3 separate regions of the Zea mays genome follow, and all the other regions are linked to region 1. A link is a contact called in public Hi-C data. All regions are on one chromosome and are shown on one strand. Each heading gives the region's core, a stretch centred on a gene start, on an enhancer-like site or on the middle of the called end of the contact. The rest is flanking DNA. Distances are from core to core; before and after follow the strand shown.

Region 1 (4,669 bases), core at 978-3,477:
AATTAAACAAAACTTATCACCATTTGACATTACTATAACTTAAACAGTCATATTACTTGGGGGACAATAGCTTAGCTCATGGAAATTAGTCACTACTCCATCCACTTCAAATTATAATGAATTTTTGCTTTTCTAGATACATTGCTTATCTAGTTATGGTGTATATCCAAGTGCATAGCAAAAGTTATGTATCTACAAAAACCAAAAGTATTATAATTTGGAATGGGGGAGTACAGCACAATTCATAACAATAGCTACTGTCAATAATCAGGCCCTAATAGGAGCAAGAAAACATAGATGGGAGCGACAACACATACTGAGCAAAAAGCTTGAAACTAACTCATACAATGGGAAAATCACATGCAGGATAACTTTTGCATATCTCTAACAACATTTAGCTGTGATCACTATTGTTCCAAGCTTAACTGCTTAAGAATATCAGAAATGGCTAACTCGTATAACCAATCACTTCAAAATACACTAACAAAATATACAACCAAAGCAAAACATGATAAATCCTATATCTTATAAATGGACCAAAGACAAGGATATTTTTTCCAACACAGTTGCTACATAATTTTCTTTGTACCCTTTCAGCTGCTTTTTAATAGATAAGCTATGGTGTAGTGAGCTAGGAACAGTTTGCAGGCTGGAAGTGTCTTTATAAAAAAAAATAGACTTGCTAGTAGGGTTATTTTCATTATTACTTCAATAGTCTAATATCATCAAAACCTGAAAGGAAAAATAACTTAACAAATAAAGTTTAACAAACTGATTCTTACCTTCAAATGCATCGTAGAATTCTGCACCTGGTGTACCAACAGAGGTTCCAAGAGGTGAACTAGGCTTCCGCCATTCAAAGGTGTCACTCTCACAAATTTTGGGTGCCTCACCATTCAAAGGCCTTCTAACATTAACAGGCTTCACTAATGCTTCAAGACTTTGACAAAACTCAAACTCAGGCTGCTCCTGCTCTATTTCAGCTATAACAGACCCCTTGCCTTTCTGTAGCATTACACTTTTGCCATTCAAAGCCTCTTCTACAGCACTTTCACCTTCAGCTTGACCATTGCCTGCTTGCTGAAACACAAACTCGGGCTCCTGGACTTGAGTGGGTTCACACCCTCTCGGCAAAGCAGGCAGCATCACAGGGAGGTTTGGCTGGCTGACCTCCCTCCCAGCATCACCCTGAGAGAAGGTCCTGGCAAGGGAGGCTCCCCGCCTCTTATGGTTGATGAGGTATGGCGACCAGGTTCCCGGGAACGAGGAAGGCAAGTCCGGCAGGGTGGTGTTCTCAGGCGTGGCATAGAGTGATGCCAGCGACGACCGTGTCCTGGCAGTAGACACTGGCACCGGTGTGGCCTTGTCAGGAGGCGGGGGCGGAGGCTTGGGAACCACCTTCTGGACATGAACAGGCGACCGTGTCTCTAGGAGGCGATCCAGCACGTAGTGCGTGATGGACGGCATCGGGATAGAACTTCAGGAAGAGAATCACAGACGGCTTGACCTCCCTTGCATCAACGAGCCTGAATCGAAGTTGGCATGATAAATTCAAGGTTAGAATGGAGCAAACCCTGCTCGGAGAGAGGGAAAAATATGCCACGCTAGAGGTATTCCGATCCAAAATATTCGGAAACACTCCCAGCGGAACACATATGACGCTATCCTTTTCCACCTTAGAAAAAGTCATCACCCTGATAGCTGGGCATGCAGGGAAAATCACCAACTTTACGCTACCCAACACAAACGTCGAGCGACGATAAGAATCGCTAGAGATACCTGCAGCAGTCACCTGACGCAGCCCGTGTCCCGGAGGCGCGGCGCCTCCACCGAGAACAGGGGAAACCCTAGCGGAGCCAGCTGCGCTCCACCTCCTTCCCAGGCCCGCCTCCAGGAAGAGAAGACGGCGTTGGCGTTGTTTTGCGTTTCCTTTCCCACGGCTGCAGTAGCGCCTGTCTCATTTGCGGTTCGAATTCTATGGGGCCGGGCAAAATAGAAGTAAGCGGCGCGAGGGCCGGACGAGCCTGGCTGGCGCAGCCGGGCGCGGAAGGCAACAAGCTGGTGCGGCACAAGCAGTGCGACAGGACAAGCTGAGGATGACGGCAGAGGCGATCGAAGTGAGGATGGCGGCGGAGGTGACACAGGTGAGGAAGGCGGTCGCGGTTGGCGGCGCTCGGTTGCGTCACCCTCACCCCTCGCCTCGCTCCGGACGGGGAAACAGGGAAAAGACTGAGGCCAGTTTGGGCTGCCCTCTCGTGTGGGCTACTGGGCTTCAAACGGTGCGCTGATTTGGTCTAAGGCCGTAATCCCGCGATGAGCTTGCCCGGGGAAAAGGGCCTTGACACCCCGTGGATCGAGCCTTCCAACCCAACGGAGCCTTGAATGGTGGCGCTAGGCTTCTGAATCATCCACGGACCACGGTTCGCGGTTTTTTTTTCGTTTCAAATAGTAAGAGCACTCCAATAATTCTCTAAAAAAAGTTGTCCAAACTTATGTTTACCAACTTACTAAATAGCTATTGAGAATAAGAAACAGTTTGATCTCCAATAATTTCTCATATTTAGATAATAGTTTAATTTTGAATCTAGTTTTTGGTAGGCTTGCTCCTGCCGGATCTAATTGACGGTAGGGTCGAAGGTAGTGGACATCGAGGACAGAAGAGAAGTCACACGATGTGACCTGTTGGAAAGCGATAGTCCAGTGACGTGACTTGTGAGAGAGCAATGGTCTGATGAAGAAAAATGTTGTGTCACGCATGTCGGAATTGGTTGCCTCGCTATATGAGAAATAAAAAATAGCATGTCGGACTCGCTGTGCGGGCAAGGGAAAAGTAAACACGTAGGTGTGAAAAATTCAACGACAGCTGCATTTAGAGAGTTACTATCGAGTTGCCAATTTCAAAAAATAAAAGGGTCAGATAGCAAGTAACTAAATTTAGCAAGTTCATTTGAATGACTTGAGATGTGTTTTCTGATCACTTCTTAAATTTAAGATTTAGATAGTTGTTTAGAGAACTATTGGAGTTGCTCCAACAAAGACGGTGTACAATATCATTAAATCTGTGGTTAACACCAACACTACGGCCAGTGCAATTAAGGCTCCCGTTTGACTGTAGCTTTTAGTTTCTAAAGAAGTAAAGAGTGTAAGGGTGTCGATGTTTAGAGTCCGACCGCACACCCAGGGATACCCTTGCAGTGTTTTTTGGTAGGACGGTGTCGTTGACTGTAGCTCGATGGTTCGTGCTAGGGGCACGCGAGAGAGACGATGTTCTGCAGGTTCGGGCCGTTTTAAGAGGCGTAATACCCTACTTCCTGGGATGGGTATGTATGTGGTGTGTTACAAGTGGTGTCTCCTGAATGGAGAAGGGCTAACCAGAGAGATGAAAATGATGGGTTCCCCTGGGCCTTATATACACGACCGTGGGATACTCCCTACGTACATGATGATCACGTTCTTCCAATATATCTCCTAACTAATAGCGAACCGACTTAGCTTATCTTAAGGAAAACTCATCGACCCTATCCCGAACTATCCCGATATTCAAGGACGCCGGACGTGGGAGAGAACGGACGGTTCCTTGAAATTGTGCGCGATCTGACGGATGATCCGGGCATGATCCCATTGCCCTCCTGGGTCAGCCCATCTCATTTGCAGTCTTTTCCCGGCCCACGACGAAGCGACCTTGTGAGGCGACGGGTCTGTGGCCCATGCAAGGGTCTTTTCGCCTTCTAGTGGATTCGGGGATATTTGTCCCCCACAGAGGGTGACTAAACTTTAGTTCTCTAGTTACTAAAAGGTACTAAAAATAGTTTTTATCCATCTTTTGCCCTCCCCTACACGTGTACCTAGGGATGAAAACGAACAGAAAACGGCTAAAAATATCCTCTCCCATTTCCGTTACCATTTTTTTACCGAAAACTGGAGCGGAGCGGTATAGCCGGAAACGGTTGCGGGATATACGTTTACACAAAAACATATTAAAACGAACGGATATGTAACGAAAATGGACGGTAACCGGAAACTTTGTCCAAAATATGCAATATTGCATAATCACTCAACAAACTACTAAGAGTTTAGGACATTATAAATCACAGCTTCACAAGTTTAAAAGTTGGCACAAAATCATATGTTTTTAAAGAACAACAGCTTGCGCAAATGCAACATTTTTTCGTCAACATTCTTCAACGATGAACCCCAAACTTGTGGATACATAAGACAAGAAGGATTACTCTATATGGTTATAAGATGTTAATATGACAGCATCAAAGATTATGCAGGCATGCCATATAGAGTAAGGCTAATATAATACTTTTATGTGTTGTTTTTTGTGCACCTAAAACAGAATTCTGGAAACGGAAAAACATGAATATCTTGTCAGAAACGGAATTTTGTAAATACAGATGGAAAAACACTGAACTTTTTTTGTTCCCGTTCCCACAATATACCATCTCATTCCCGTCTTTCCTGCAAATACAAAAAACGGTACGAGTACAAACTGAGAGCACCTAGAGGGGCGGTGAATAGGTGATCCTATAAGACTTTAAACTTAAGCCACAAAACTTGGTTAGACGTTAGCACAGTAATCGCCAAGTGGCTAGAGAGAAGTCTTAGCAAAACACAATAACCACAAGAGAATAATCACAGAGATGACACAGTGGTTTATCCCGTG
Region 2 (4,669 bases), core at 1,239-3,738, 150 kb after region 1:
CAGGATCGCCAGCCTGCTCGCTCTGTTGGCGGCTGCTGAGTCCCGGTTGGCGGTTGCGTTGCTGAACTTTAATTGAGCCTCGACCTTTTATCTACCTGGACTATGATCAGCTCTGAGCTCTCATCATTTGGATCCACGCACGCACGCGCGCGCCGTCATGATTCGCCTTTGGTGTCCCGCCAGCGTACGTTAAATCGAGCGGGTGATCATGCTTCATCGCCCTTGCATTGCCCTTCTATGGTCGGTTTTTTTTTTCTGGCCAGCTTTTCTTACAATGTGAGAAGAATCTAAATATTTTTAGGATTATGTGTTGATAAAGATGGAGTGGACCAAAGCGTTCAAGATCATGTATTTTTACTATCACGACGACTCGATCGATTTTGTGTTTATATTGAGTTTAGATAGTTTTTTTTATGAAGATGTTTTTTTTTATAAAAACGGACTGAAAAACTAGTACGTTTAACAGTACGTACAGCTTTTGGTGCCCAGTAAATCTCGCGGCATGCACCATCGCTAGTGCAGTTTTGTTGCCCGGCCCTCCACACTTCGTTTATCCAACGTGCCTCGACCTGAACTCCTGCAGGTTTTCTGAACTGCGATTCCTTGGTATGGGCCGACCAGCGACTGAAACTGTATTACAAACTGGCTTGTTAGGTTAGCTTGCTCCACCAAAACTTACCCTGTATCGATCGTCACAAACTGGCATGCAGCGGCTTATTAGGTTATTAGCTTGCTCTACTGAACTTACCCGGCCGGTCAGGGTTCTGTTAATTATTGCCAGCTACTTGCATGTTTCTCCAGGTATCGCTCGCTAGCTGCGTCAGCGATTGCGTGCATGCATGCATCCGAGTTCCCGAGTAGAATGTCAGGACGACGACTGGTGGCAACTTGGGCAGTTGCCGGAACGACGAACTCGGAACTAACCTGTCTGCCCACATGGCCATGCATTCCGGCGCCAACCACATGGCCGCCGAATCGCAAATAGAAAACGAGGCGCGGCAGGGATATGATTCCTTCTTGCGTTCCCGAGCGCGGATGGATGAATCCATTTGACCACCGCATGGTTTGGTGCCGTGCTGGCTGCATTTTCCTTTGGAAGACGGGAGCGAGCACGCGTTTAGGCTAGTCTGTCGTGCAAGCAAGGATTGGCTGGTGCCTACAGGTCCTTCTTCAGAAGTGGAAGAAGCTTTGTACAGCAGATTACAGCTTGGATCGGAGACGGTCTATGTGGCGTGAAGCTTCCAAGCCAACTATACGCCTATACACAAGTACAGGAAGTGTGATTTTTTTCCTTGGCAGATTGCAGATGCATAGCCCCTGCAGGATCTTGGCTTTGGTTGGATAGACTTCTTGTAGGTGTCTATAGCACAGTGGAGACAAGCTTAACTTGTTGCACACCGTCACCTAAGATGCGAGAGAGGGAGAGGAGGTAGAACGATAGGTCATGATGATTATATGTGCATACAGAGGTGCTAGAGAACTAAAATTCTGAACAACGGGAACCAAGAGTAACAGCTCAAATTAGTATACATTATCACTCGGTGCTAGGTAGTAGGTAGGGGTAGTTGTTTATTCACAATAATTTAGAAATCTTAAAACCTTGTTCGGTTGCGTCTGGATCAAAGATGATCGAGGGAGGTTAAATCTATTTCTATTCAATTTTGACTAGGAAGAGATTTAATCCCTTTCAATCCATTTCGATCCAGACACAACCGATCAAGTCTAAATAATTTTAGTTTAAAATAAATAAAAATAGAGCTCGACCCTAATCCGAGTTAATTTTTAAATTTTATAGTGTAAAATCTAGAGTCCCTTACCACCCCATAGATAGGTAGAGCATGGGTACACCAAGTAATGTTCACACCGATATAGAGAGTTTAATTAGATTTAATAAATTCCTCTCGATTTTTAGTCTTCGTCTGTGCAATTAGTTTTATAATTAAATTATATTTGATATCCATAATTATCATTTAAACATCCAATGTGATAAAGACTAACCTTTAGGCGGTGAAACCAAACACCCCTAAATTGACCTCTCAACAATGCAACAATTATTTCAGCCTCCAAAATAACCTCAAAATATCTAATCAAGATATAAATTTGATACTTACGTTTTTTTATACGAAACCATTATATTTAGAACTATGCTGCCTAACGTGAATCCCCCACACCCCGCACACACATCAAAGAACACACACGAAGGAGTGAGAAGTCACTGGGACCCAACATAATTGGTTAATAAAGTTGTCTTTCAAAGCAGGAACTAAACTATACTTGCTCATGCTAATTGTCGAAGGCAGAAGCCTTCACTGTGTCAGCAACTTCAAGTATTTGGATCACGTTTGAATCACAGGGCCTAAAAGTCCAGGTACCAACTGGATGTTCGTCTATCTGGCCCAAACTGAAAACAGCCCAATCAGGTACCTCCTGCCCAGTGACTCGACAGTCTCGACTCCACTAGAGCGGCGTTGTCTGTTGGTCTCATTCCATTCGGAGGCACGCACTCGGCTAGGCGCAGAGGCTTTCTCCTCCCCCAAGCCGAAACACCAGAGGGCGAGACTCGAGAGAGAAGAGCGGCGCGGCGGAGGACAGCACTGGATGGAGCCCTCGCCGGCGGCGGGAGAGCTTGGCGCGATGCTTCGTGCGGCCGCTGACTTCGCGTCCTACCCAGGCAATGCCCCTTTCCCTACCTCGCGTCGAATCTGGGCGGATGAAGTTAATTGCTCACCGCAGGTTGTCTTCGCCGGCGCCGGGTTATGCCTGAGTCCGATCGTGAGAACCGGTTGGATCACTTTGGTGTTGAGCTCGCCGCGCTGGAAACCTAGTAGTGGATCCTGGCCGTGTCTGGGGGCTGGGGCTGTCTTACTTCGGCATTCAGTTGATTCGCGCGTGGGTTCTGCTGTTGGTTGGAAGATTTTTTTTTTCGCATGCTCTGCTCTAGCGGGGAAATTTCCTGTAGTGTTACCTCCAGTCTCATCAATGAATATGTCACGACAAGCTCAAATCTGATTTTTTTTTAAAAAAGCTAGAGACAGTGGCGGAGCCTGATATAAAATCAAGGAGGGACCAAACACAGAAAAACCATGGTTGAACTATGGATGAGTTGATGCCTAGTACTTGGTGCTAAATAAGCTGACTATAGATTAGCTTCAGAAATCTATTTTCAGAATCGGGTGGGAGCTCCCCAGTTTGGCCTCCAAGAGGCTCCACCAATGCTGGGGATACTATTGGCTTGTATTGCACCATCCATCGATGTGTCTTTGTGCGTGAGTGTGTTTTGATGGAAGGCTATTTTTCTTACAAGAAGGGAAAATTACAAGTAGTCCAGGCAGATTCATGACATAATAATGGTTACATATTCTGAAGTGGTGCACATCAAAGTTTTCCTTAAATTTAAGCGCACTAATTATTTTTTTTGAAATGCATAGGTAGACTAGTCATGTGACGACTAGAGGACTGAATCTGCATGTCATTGGTTGCAGGGTTGCATAGTGATGATACTGTGAGGCAGTTCCTGGAACGATGTCCGCTGCCTAAGCTCTTAGGGTATGCCTCTTCTATTTCCTCCATTTTTTTTGAGTTCTCGACTTTTTGTATGTTCCTGTGCCATTGAATTCATAACAATACAGGCTCGGGAAAAAATACCTCTTTTCGAGACCCTTTAGAAGTTTTATCCATATATGTTCTGATTCCAATTCATATTAGGTATAGTTAATTCAGTAGTGGTCAATTGAAATTGAGAGAACAAGCTAAATGATTTTGACTTTATTATTTTTTATTCTGAAGTAGCTTTCAGTAGCTAGTACTACTATGAGATAATTGGTTAGATACATTTACTTTTTATTGAAAAAAAATCATGGGTCGACTTAAAAAACTGGCTATACTCGGCTACGCATATGCATGCATTTATGCTTGTAGCTTATATCTGCATTCATAGATGTTTTCATTAGTGTGTACTGTGTAGAAAGAGCAACATATCATATTATATTTTTTTGCAAAAAAATATGTATTATGATCCTGGAAATACAATAAGGCCCCGTTTGTTTCCCTTCATTTTGAGGAATTAGAATCTGGAGTAGGCTATTTTTTTTAGAATGTGACATTCACTTTCCAAAGTTTATATATAAGTCTATCTCAAATTCATGTGGTGAGAGATGAAAATTGATTCTATAGATTTACATGCTACTTTTTTAATGTACAACTTATAGCATACTCTTCTACTTGCTTCTCTATAGCATAAATATAGTGTATAACTATCTCTCTCATATAATTTAGGATAATATACAAATATATTACATATATAAATATATTAACTTAATTAGTTTGTGTCTAAATTATGATTATTAGAATGGAATTCAATTCTAACGAAACACACGGGGCCTAAGAAAATTTGGCCCGTCATTTCTAGACAACCTTATTTTTCTGCACATAATGAAATAAGGAAGCCATTGCAATTGCCAGAAATACTAAGGCTACTAAAGGCACAAAATGTAGGATAAGTTAAATCCATCACAGAACGTGTCTCAATTTCTATAATTAAATAGCTTGGCTATTGTATTTTTTAGTTTACAATTTTTTTATAGAAAAAGAATACTTTTCTGTTTCTATGAAATTCTCTTACACTGACAAAGCCAACTTTTACAGTTAGCACCTTATTTATACTGTCTAC
Region 3 (4,669 bases), core at 1,047-3,546, 130 kb before region 1:
TATGTTCACAAATACGACCATGTCATTCTCAAGCATGGTCGGACCTGCTGAGAAGGTGGAGTTCTACGGCCATCCAATCGTCTACATCGCTCCCTCTGTCTACGGGCATCCACATGTAACGCTCGCTAGTCATTAATACTACTATCGAACACTCGAACAACTTCCAGATTCTCATTTTTAATTATCTCATCTTAATGTGTGTAGGCTCTGACTATACATTACCAAAGCTATACGAACTCCATCAAGCTTGTCCTCGCAGTGGATGATGCTCAGTTTCCAGACTCTCATCAGCTTTTGGACGACTTCGCCGAGTCCCTCAGGCTCATCCGTCAGGCAGCTTCAACAAGATGACAGACACAAATAAGAGCATTTTTTTCCGGTAGAATGTAGACTGTTGGCGAGAACTCGCATAGAAATGCTGGACAATAACTTATCAGGAAATTGATGGCCAGGTTACCTGACTGGGGACTCCATAAACTTTCAAGAAATCATTAGAGGCAAATTGTAAAGTGTAAAGACTAGTATGTAATATCAAGAATTGCCAGTCTGACGGATACGCAAAATTCACTCAAATGGGTTTCATAAACTACACGCAGCTAATATTATCAGGAATAGAGCTCATAGAGCCACAGTTACTAGTTGTATACTTGCATATTTCACTACTGTTTAAGCATAAACCAAATAAAATGAATACAATTCGTTATTGAGCTTTCTGTACTGTCATAAGTTTCTGGACTTCTCTTTAAATTCATTTCAAAACTATCTTTGTACTACCACTGTGCACATCCTTGTCCAAACTCACATATCAGCTTTTAGGTGTTGCCACCACTGAGATCATTTGCAGTTTCAGACATCGGTTATCTAAAATCCTTTCTTTCACTCTTGTACAAACTTTCAGAATAGGTTGCAAGCAAACCATACAATGAGCTATCAAACTTCCATGGCTTAAGCCGGCGCTAAAACCTTGGCTATCGCAACAACATAATTGGAATTGGAAAAAGGGAAAACCCAGATGCCTCCTATCCTTGTTCTACACCAAGGCGAGGAACAGACGACTACTCTGCGCTAGGTTTCTCTGGTTTCTTGACCAAGATAAACAAGGCTACACGGTTGCTGCGGAATTCAGGGTGCCATTGGTCCTGCTCGATGCACGCAATTAGGAAGTCCTCCATGGCTGCCTCCAAGAAGCACTCCAGCACAGCATCTATACAATCATATGCAAAACATTTATATGGCGTCTGGTCAGTCCAAAAGGAAACAGAGGACGCAAAAAGAGAAGCCTTACCGTTGCGAAGCTCCCCAGCTAGAAGTATAGTAGTGTGCTTCCCTGAGAGTTGGTTGAGAGTGATCAGAAGATCGTCCACAGCTTCCTCGTTGTATATGACGTCGGAGCCAAGCACTGAAAGAATTGAAGGATCATGACATCAATCGTATTCTATGAAGATGAATCAGAAGCAGACAGGAGTTGAATGTCCATGCAAGAAACACAGAAGGAGAAGAAGAAAAAAAAGACAAACGCGAGCAGACCGAAATCGGGCAGTGGCTCCTCGAGCAATTCATGGTGAGGATTGTCGCCCCACACAAGCTCCGTGACCCGAGCGGAGCCCGGGACGTGGGGGTCGTCGACATTGAGGGCGACGTTCTTCCTAAGCAGCTTGAGCCGGTCGGCGAGGTCGGTGAGGACCACATGGGCGCCCAGCAGGGCGGCGACGCACCCCACCAAGCCGCACCCGGACCCGAGGTCCACCGCGCGCGCGCCGCGGAGGAGCAGCCGCTGGGAGTCGACGGAGTGCTCGAGGAACTTGGCGAGCACGACGCCGCTGTCCCAGACGACCGCCCCCGTGACCCCCGGGGTGGCCATGGAGGAGGGGGACTGCAGCAGGGACAGGCGCCGCCCGCAGGCGTCGAGCTCGAAGGCGTGCGCCGCCTGGCGGACCAGCGCGTTGTTGCGGTGCGACTCGGGCTGCCCCAGGCCCCACAGCAGCATCGTCTCCCCGGCCGCGCTCTCCACCGGTCGCAGCGCGCCGCCGTACGCGCCCATCCCACTGCCCATCATCCTTGTTCCTTGACTCGGCGGCGGCGGCGGCGCTCTGCCCTCTGTGTCTGGAGAAACGTGAGTGTTGGGCCGATATGGGCCGGCCGTTAGTTTGTCCAAGGCCCAGCGGTAATGGCTCCTCCTCCGTCCTTGTCCTTGTGCGAACGCAATGCCATCCTGCTCCTCCGCGCCCCACTCGATTGGGAGTTTGGGACGCAATTCAAAAGGGGACGAGGGCAGGTCAGGCGCTCGGCGCTCCTCACGAGCAACGGCTACCACACGAAACAATTTCCTCTTCCTCCTCAGCGGCACCGTCTCGTCGTCACCTCCCTCCTCTTCCCTTCCCGCGGCCCCCGACGCCCTCCGTCCCTCGTCGTCATCCAGTCATCCCCTACACCCGATAAAAGGTACGATGGAAGAAGCAGCCTGCACCGCTGCTCCGAGCCTCCCTTATCACTCTCCGTGGATCAGGACCGCTCCCGTCAGAGTAGTGGCGAAGATTTGCCCGGGCGGAGACCCCACTGGATCCATGCAGGTCTCCGCCCGTGTTCCCGATCCGGCTAACTCCTCCTCCGCTTCCGTCTCATTCGTCCCCATAATCAAGGAGTCTGCTCTTTCTAAGTGAGTCTGGTTGCTTTTCCTCTAGCTTATTTAAGATCCGGCCGATCTCATCAACTAATCTGACTTATTTTGGCTTTGGGTTGCTGAAGTATGACCCACCGCAAACATCGCGAGCACAAACTCGATTGGTGCTATCTCAACGACGATTCGTACACAGACATTTTTCACAACGAGGTTAAACAGCTTGTGGATAAAATCTTCTCCTCTGATGGCCACAACCACGCATGTGTAGTCACTTGCGGTTCCACTAGCAAAACCCACCTTGTTATAGTATGTTTCTTTCATTTATTTATATTCATGCTAATTGTAAGAATTGCATATCTTAACTGCATGTCTTCAATCAAGCTCACTCAATTAAATTTCCAATTCAGGGGTCCGATCATCAACCGGGCTTGCTCACTATGGCCATGGAGCGAATATTTGACTATGCCAAACCTATTAGGGCAACTGTCAGTGTTTCCTCTTATCATGTGCTTCAAGACAGCCATGTCTTTGATCTTTTGGATCCTAAGAACAACGAGGTCCTTGTGCGAGAGGATGCTGATGGAAGGACTCATCTGAAGGGCCTCTCTATGGTATCCTATTTTCTTACACTTTTTTTTTTCTGAATTCATGTTCTTGTCTTTTCATTTTCTCAATCACACAAACTGAAATTAATCAATTAACGCAGGTTGAAATCAATTCAATTCAGGAGTTTCAGAATTTGTGTTATGATAGTGACAAACACCAAAATCGCACCAAAGTTTCCAAAGCTAAAGGACACAATGGTTTTATTATTTTTATTTCTAAATCTGATCAGAATGGCAAAGAATCCTCTGTATCAAAAATGCATTTTCTTGAGTTGGCAGGTATGTACTTTGCATACGTGAACTGCAATTTTATATTCTACATTATATGACTAAATAAAATTTTATTCTTTAATTTTTATTAGACCATATCAATGATAAGCAAAAGAGCCATGGTGAAAGATTTGTTCAACAAAATTCCAAGAAGTCCTTATATGCCGTGATGGATGTTGTGCAAGCTCTAAACAGCCACCAGAGCTTCATACCCTATAGAAAAAGCAAAATAACCCATATTTTGCAAGACTCTTTATCCAAGACAGGTGGTGCTTTATTAATAGCATGTTTGGTAAGGATAGTTGGTCTTAATATTTTGTATTATGTATTTCTTTTTGGTGATTTTTAAGATAAATATTAAGAAAAATAAATGACTTCACATATCATAGATTAAATGTTTACATTATTTTATGTTTATTGTTATTTTTTGTCGGTTTTGATAAAAGAATCTCTATAAAGTTGAAGGTGGTTTTAACAATGTTGCTCAACAACATATTTCTTAAAATAAAACATATAAGTATATTCTGTATTGCCTTTTGTTAAAACTCAAAAGATAGTATATCCATGTAGCTGCTAAAAAAGAATGTATACAGATACATTTTTTGTTGTCGCTATTCTATATCTTCTTTGTTGTTTTTGTTTGACAGAATACACATTTCTAAAGTTAGGTTGCATTATTTGTTATAACATTCTATATTTTACCTTACCATACTATTGGAATTGATGCATTGTTATTGCTACTATGCCAATCTAATGCTATGCATTCTTGTTACTATGCCGATCTAATGCTATGCATTCTTAGTGTAGGATGAAGTCTCATGCCAAGATGCAATCTCTACTCTAAGCTTGGCTTCACGCTCAAGCCAAGTGGTCAATGAACAACGGTACAACTTATCCTTAATCACAAAAGGTTGTTCAAAGTCAAATGTAAAGCTTTCAGTGAACAATAAGAATTTGTCAAGATCGTTATTGTCTTCTATCCAACAACAAAGTCCCGTGCTGGAGAAGCCATACAAAACCCAAGTTAATAACATTGCAGTAAAAGCAACAAGATCTCTCAATGCCAATAAGAGGTCGAATTCTGATTTTGGAATTACTACATTTGGTACTAGCATTCTATCAACATTTAAAATAATAATCATTTTGGTGTTATTCAGATCTGAAACAAGCACAC

The links. Hi-C and Micro-C count contacts between places; a contact is called where the count stands out from the background.
Region 2: a Hi-C map of ear shows a contact between it and region 1, with 3 times the contacts expected there. The contact joins the promoter of LOC100278856 here to the promoter of LOC100275574 in region 1. A contact is called at or near these places in 9 of 25 Hi-C or Micro-C datasets (bundle sheath, ear, endosperm and 3 more) and 1 of 3 datasets of contacts at active chromatin or transcription factors (seedling).
Region 3: a Hi-C map of leaf shows a contact between it and region 1, with 4 times the contacts expected there. The contact joins the promoter of LOC100278444 here to the promoter of LOC100275574 in region 1. A contact is called at or near these places in 16 of 25 Hi-C or Micro-C datasets (bundle sheath, ear, endosperm and 5 more) and 2 of 3 datasets of contacts at active chromatin or transcription factors (leaf and seedling).

What each region holds. Positions count from the first base shown.
Region 1 is chr6:175,153,360-175,158,028 of Zm-B73-REFERENCE-NAM-5.0, forward strand. LOC100275574 reads right to left here and starts at 2,228. Exons shown (of 4, transcript NM_001149625.2): 1 at 1,780-2,228; 2 at 783-1,526. The coding sequence starts at 1,467.
Region 2 is chr6:175,305,927-175,310,595 of Zm-B73-REFERENCE-NAM-5.0, forward strand. It overlaps LOC100278856, which reads left to right and starts at 2,489. Exons shown (of 17, transcript NM_001151995.3): 1 at 2,489-2,671; 2 at 3,483-3,546. The coding sequence starts at 2,599.
Region 3 is chr6:175,023,045-175,027,713 of Zm-B73-REFERENCE-NAM-5.0, forward strand. It overlaps LOC100278444, which reads left to right and starts at 2,297. Exons shown (of 18, transcript NM_001352621.1): 1 at 2,297-2,656; 2 at 2,746-2,926; 3 at 3,028-3,231; 4 at 3,327-3,504; 5 at 3,588-3,787; 6 at 4,303-4,568; 7 at 4,653-4,669. The coding sequence starts at 2,448. LOC100274387 (S-adenosyl-L-methionine-dependent methyltransferase superfamily protein) reads right to left here and starts at 2,123. Exons shown (of 3, transcript NM_001148747.1): 1 at 1,528-2,123; 2 at 1,286-1,399; 3 at 791-1,204. The coding sequence starts at 2,056. The coding sequence ends at 1,056. LOC100273076 reads left to right here. Exons shown (of 7, transcript NM_001352619.1): 6 at 1-115; 7 at 205-570. The coding sequence ends at 351.